2 separate regions of the Sus scrofa genome follow, and region 2 is linked to region 1. A link is a contact called in public HiChIP or PLAC-seq data. All regions are on one chromosome and are shown on one strand. Each heading gives the region's core, a stretch centred on a gene start, on an enhancer-like site or on the middle of the called end of the contact. The rest is flanking DNA. Distances are from core to core; before and after follow the strand shown.

What was found. HiChIP or PLAC-seq counts read pairs in DNA pulled down with a chosen protein or histone mark.
Region 2: an H3K27ac HiChIP or PLAC-seq map of alveolar macrophages shows a contact between it and region 1. The contact joins two enhancer-like sites. A contact is called at or near these places in 1 of 5 promoter capture datasets (liver), 8 of 47 Hi-C or Micro-C datasets (alveolar macrophages, blood, embryonic fibroblasts and 4 more) and 1 of 2 datasets of contacts at active chromatin or transcription factors (alveolar macrophages).

Annotation. Positions count from the first base shown.
Region 1 is chr14:49,453,034-49,456,220 of Sscrofa11.1, forward strand. The region is part of intron 13 of SPECC1L (cytospin-A); the gene reads left to right. Among named protein-coding and RNA genes, the nearest start is that of ADORA2A, 13 kb to the right of the region's middle. Within about 2 kb of position 1,543, at least 36 of the 83 cell types and tissues checked have an H3K27ac peak or open chromatin away from gene starts, as enhancers often do. A contact at or near this core is called in alveolar macrophages, where this site is marked.
Region 2 is chr14:49,551,832-49,554,664 of Sscrofa11.1, forward strand. UPB1 (beta-ureidopropionase) reads left to right here. Exons shown (of 10, transcript XM_001929254.6): 6 at 469-638. Among named protein-coding and RNA genes, the nearest start is that of UPB1, 20 kb to the left of the region's middle. Within about 2 kb of position 1,495, at least 2 of the 83 cell types and tissues checked have an H3K27ac peak or open chromatin away from gene starts, as enhancers often do. A contact at or near this core is called in alveolar macrophages, where this site is marked.

The sequences.
Region 1 (3,187 bases), core at 293-2,792:
AACTTCCATATGCTGCAGGGGTGGCTGGGAAAAAAAAGATCCTGGAGTTCCCATCTTGGCGCAGCAGAAACAAATCCGACTAGGAACCATGAGGTTTCAGGTTCGATCCCTGGCCTCGCTCAGTGGGTTAAGGATCCGGCGTTGCTGTGAGCTGTGGTGTAGATCGCAGACTCGGCTCAGATCTGGTGTTGCTGTGGCTGTGGTGTAGGCTGGCAGCTGTAGCTCCAATTGGACCCCTAGCCTGGGAACCTCCATGTGCTGCAGATCCAAACAAGGTTGACATTGCATTTGAATAATATTCCTCTTTTAAGTCCATTTTAATCTTAAAACTCCCCATCCTCTTTTATTCTTTTACTTTTGCTTTGTCTTTGGAAGGAACTGGACCATGTGTCCCTTAGTGCATCTACATTTTAGGTTTTGCTGATTACAGCCCTACAATGTTGTCCCTGCTTCAACAGCAGTAGAGTTCGATCTCAGTTCAGAGTTTTGGCAGAAGTGTGTCGGCTGTGGAGTTATATCTGTCTGTCCAGGTAGAAGGGAGTGGGGCCAGTCGCTGCGCTAATGATCATGGCTGCCAAGAGATGCTGCTCGGTCCATCACTGGAATTCCTCCTTTTAGACAGACATTTTCATCACCTCTTTGGCCTTGATGTCCAGTCTGGGCGGGAAGGTTCTGTCTAATGCTTGGTTCTGCCCTGGTTACCCAGTGCTCGGGGTCGTGAGCGAGTCCAGCTGGGCTGGGTGGGCCTCGTGGTGGGACGTCCCGGCCATCTTGCTTCCAGCCACCTTTGGTCTTGGGGTTGGTGGTCCTGCCTCCTGGCCACACCCTTGGGTGTCTGGGGACCTCTGCAGAGAGTGGTGCCCAGACCAGCCGGGGGAGGGCTGAGTACCTTTCGCCTTGAAAAGCTTTTGCAGGTGATTCTGGTGCACAGAGAGGATTGAGGGTCCTTATTGGAACTCCTTTCTGCTCAGGGGCATAGGGTGCGGGCCTGTGTCTTCAGGGTCACTGTCCACCCTAGGCTGCCTTCCCTAGCATCCTTCCTTCCCTCTTCCTGCTTTACACACAAATCCCAACACGGACATGGTGAGGAGTGGGCCTCAGACTCTCCCCGGACACCTGCCGTCTCCCCCCACCCCCACCTGAAGTGGAGCTTGGCTAAACTTCAGAAAGGGGACAGAGCCAAGGTTCCCATGTCTGCACCCTCAGATGTGCAGCTGACGCGGGCCTGCTGGTTCCTCTGCCGCCTCCCTGAGTACCAGCAAGCTGCTGCGTGCTCCTCCCAGGACGTCTGTCATCAGTCACTCCCTGGAGCAGTAAGAACTGCCTCCTGATGGTTTTCCTGCTCTTTTAGACCCTGCATCTCCCCTCTGGACTGCCCCCACCCTGAGATTTCCAGACACCCTCCAAACCTGCCCTGTATGTACTCAGGGATGAGGCCGTGAGGCTCCTGGGCAGTGGTTTGTTTGTGGCTCCCTCCTACCTCCTGAGGTGGCCGTGTTCTCGCTCACGGTCAGGACCTGCCATGGCAGCTCACACGGCGGGAGGAAGTGGTGTGTGCGTGCGTGCTACAGAGATGAATCATGGGTTTTGGCTTTTTGCCTTGTACCCGTAAAAGTGGCATTTCCTTAAATAGATCAGAGCCTAAATAACTAAGGAAGATGTGTTCGAGGTTGTATTTTATGGCCCTTAATTAAAGTTCTGACAAATGAAAACATTGTAAGATGTTTTGTGACATATTTGCCGTCTTATTCTGTTGAAATTTATGCAATTCTTTGGCTCTTGTACTCCCCCGCCACCCCTCGGTGCACAGAGGGGGAGCCCCCACCTGCTGTATGGAAGGTCATAGGCGCAGGGCGGCCAGTGTCCTGGGCTGGGGCCCCGTCCACTGAGGGCAGTGAGGGGCCAGCGATTTCACAGCTGGGGCTGAGCTTTCTGAGGTGAGAAGTGAGCAGAGGTTTGGGTGCAGTCAGAACCCTCTGCCACAGGTCACCGTGGACGCTTCCTGCATGGAAGGATGGGCACCTTCAGGTGAAAATGGGGCAGAGCACCTCATTTGAGTCTGTGCTCAAGGCTTTTGTGAACTTTTGCTCTGGCTCATCCCGTGGTCCTCTTGTTATTGTCCAAATCTAGACTTCTCTTGTGCGGTAGGAAAGCCCTGAAAAGACTTGGGAGCTCAGTGCAAAATCTGAATTCATTAACTAGCAACTTGCATTGTAATTACTCTGTTTCTTATTGATTGATTGATTGATTGCTTTTTAGGGCCACACTTGCAGCATATGGAGATTCCTAGGCTAGGGGTTGAAGCAGAGTTACAGCTGCCGGCCTATGCCACAGCCACAGCAATGCAGGATCTGAGCCACGTCTGCAACCTACAGCACAGCTCACAGCAATGCCAGATCCTTAACCCACTGAGTGAGGCCAGGGGTCGAACCTTCAACCTCATGGTTTTTATTTTTTATTTTATTTTTTGTCTTTTTGCCATTTCTTGGGCCGCTCCCGTGGCATATGGAGGTTCCCAGGCTAGGGGTTGAAGCAGAGCTACAGCTGCCGGCCTATGCCACAGCCACAGCAACACGGGATCCGAGCCGCGTCTGCAACCTACACCACAGCTCACAGCAACGCTGGATTATTAACCCACTGAGCAAGGGCAGGGACCGAACCCGCAACCTCATGGTTCCTAGTCGGATTCATTAACCACTGCGCCACGACAGGAACTCCAACCTCATGGTTTTTAGTTGGATTCGTTTCCACTGCACCACAATGGGATTTCCTGTGTCTTCTATTTTAGTTTAGTTTAGTTTTTATTTTATTTTAGTATTTTTTTGTCTTTTGTCTTTTTAGGGCCACACCGTGGCATATGGAAGTTCCCAGGCTAGGGGTCTAATCGGAGCTGTTACTGCTGGCCTACACCACAGCCACAGCAACACCAGATCCGAGCCACGTCTGCGACCTACACCACAGCTCACGTCAATGCCGGATCCTTAACCCACTGAGCGAGGCCAGGGGTCCAACCCTGCAGCCTTATGGTTCCTAGTTGGGTTCATTTCCGCTGCACCACGACAGGAAATCCCATGCCTCTATTTTAAAAGAAAACTGTTTTTCCTCTTAGAAAGCTTGGCATCACCTATGAGGAGTGAAGAGATTCCTCCCTGTTAGTGTGCATGTTCCTCTCAAAGCAGCATGGTTT
Region 2 (2,833 bases), core at 245-2,744, 99 kb after region 1:
AGGATCCAGCGTTGCCGTGAGCTGTAGTGTAGGTCGCAGACTCAGCTCGGATCTGGCATTGCTGAGGCTGTGGTGTAGGCCAGCAGCTGCAGCTCTAATTGAACCCCTAGCCTGGGAACCTCCATATGCTGCGGGTGTGGCCCTAAAAAGACAAAGAAGGAAAGAAAAGAAAGCTCACCTCAGTCAATCCTTGAAATACTGTGGAAAGTTGCTTTGGAGGTTTTTTAATGTGTCACCAGAGAAATTGTGGGTAAATGCTGAAACCATGGTGATTTCCCCTTGTATTACTTATTGTTACTGTGAGTCTTCGGGGTTGGGGGATGTTTTTCAGTGAATTGAAATTGTGGAACTTAGAGTCATCCCAGGAGTATGACTATTGGCGTATGGGTGATGTTTTGCTTTTCTGGCAAGTCAAAGGACAGGGACAGTCGGCAGCTCAGAGGCGCTGACACGGCCTTTGTCTTTCAGTCCACTTACTACATGGAGGGAAACCTGGGCCACCCCGTGTTCCAGACCCCATTCGGGAGGATCGCCGTAAACATCTGCTATGGGCGGCACCACCCCCTCAACTGGCTCATGTTCAGCATCAACGGGGCCGAGATCATCTTCAACCCCTCGGCCACCATTGGGGTGCTCAGGTACATGGCATGAGGGACTTGGGGAGCTGGGCTGCGGGGCTTAGAGGCAGGTTCGGCAAAGAGCGGGTGGGGGCCGACTTCCAGGACTGCCAGTGAGGCAGCTGAGCCCTGGGCTGGTGTGCTGTGTGGTTAACAACTTCTCTGTGAAAAGCACTCGAAGCATCCATTGTGATCCCCCCAAAAGAGCTGCTCACCTGTAAAATACCGTCCTTTGCTATGACGATATCTCAGATAATAATCATCACCCCATAGCTGTCTGGACTGGGGCCTGGGCACAGGAGGTGCTGGCCAGTCTCAATTCCCCTCCTGTTACAGCTGTGCTCCTGGAGGAAGGGGAGGGGGTGTGACAGCTTAGGATTCCTAAGCCTCACATCTGCAGAGTGGGGAGTGTGGAGGGCAGACCTCTGGACGAGGGGAGCTGAGGGGAGGGCTCAGAGCTGAGAGGGTCCTTACTCTTAGGTGGTAATGGCTCTGGAACCTGTTTTTAACCAGTCAGGTGTTTTCTTTTTCTAATTTTTAATTTTTTTTGTCTTTTCTAGGGCTGCATCCTCAGCATATGGAGGTTCCCAGGCTAGGGGTCCAATCAGAGCTGTAGCCGCCAGCCTCCACCACAGCCACAGCAACACGGTATCCGAGCCACATCTGCGACCTACACCACAGCTCACAGCAATGCCAGATACTTAACCCACTTAGCAAGGAGGTGTTTTCTTTTTCTAAAACCCAACCTGTGTTTATGTGTCAGCCTCACCCCTGAGCAAAGAGAACTGTTGCGATCAGGGCAGCCTCGGGCCCCTCACTGAATAACAGCAGGCATCCGAGATGACTGAGCTGCAAATTCCCTCTCCCCAGCAGCTGAGCTTTTGGGTGGTTTCCAGTTTTGCATCATCAAGTACCAGAGCTCTAGGAATCTGCTGCAAATATCTTTCTCCCCAGTTCACTTCCTCCACAGACCCATTCCCAACTGGGGAGATGCTGGCGGCCAGCAGGGTGGTGCTGGGAAGGGGGTGTCCTGGTCCAACATGGGGGAAGCTGGGGGAGTTCTGGGGAGCAGCCTTGAGTTCCCTGTTGGCCCACACCTGTCATTCTTGTCCTTGTTCTGGACAAAATTTCAGTCAATTTTCTTCTAAATATCAGGACACGGCAATTACTCTACATTTCTCTTAAGCACAAGCACAGTGCCCCCTTCTCGAGAGGGACATCCCTCAGCAGCCTGATGAGCATGTGGGTCCCTTACCAAGGCAGAAGCCAGCCCCCTCTGCTCCTTCAGACCTGCCACCTGGTCTGTGCCCCTGAAGGACCTGTCTGTGTCTGGGTGGGGGGGGCACTGCAAGGCAGAGGGCATAGTCCCATCTTGGTTCTCCCCTTGGAGACTCTCCTGGGGCCTCCTGGCAGCTTGACCACTATGACTGCGTCTGCTGGCGGTTATGACAAAAGGCTATTCTTGGTCATCCAACAGATCTGGGCGCCCCCCCCCCAGAGCAGTCCCCTCCTGTGCCAGACCTTCATCAGCTCCCTTCCCTAAAGGGGTTCCTGGAGGACCCGGGAGCCAGTGCCCAGCCTGAGCTGCTCTAGGGCCTTATCCTGGTCTTGGAGGCCACCTCCCTGTCCACACCCCTTGGCTTTTATGAGCCCCAATGAAGCCAACAGAAGTGCCTCAATGTAATATGCTCATAACAACCCACATCCTCAGCAGCCCGTGAGGCTTATTAAATATTATTGATCTTCCTTTCTCAGCCAACAGAGGTCCAGCTCCAAGGTTGTGGCACTGCCGGCAGTTAAGAGATTGGCAGGTCTTTGGGAAACAGTTTGTTTCATGAGCTCCCACGATGCTTGACCAGATAATTATAGTCCAAAAACCTTGGCCGCGGAATCATCTGTGAGAGGAGGGAAAGACTGCCTGTGTGGAGATGTTCCCAGCAGTGTGATTTACAGAGAGGGGAAAGCTGGCAGGAAAGAGGTCAGGGTCAGGTGACCTCCAGCCCATCTTCTCTGTAAGCTGCACCGCCGCTACAAGGAGTCATCGTGGAGGTGATGCAGCAGGGTGACAAAAGCTGTGAGCAAAACCATGTTCTAGGTTGGGGTCAGAACTCTATAAAGTTTGTTGTTGTTGTTTTGCTGAGGATGATAGAGGGTGGAAAAATTACAGCAGGTGATTCACTAGGATGGTGCATTCGGGTGAGTTTTTTTAAAATGCT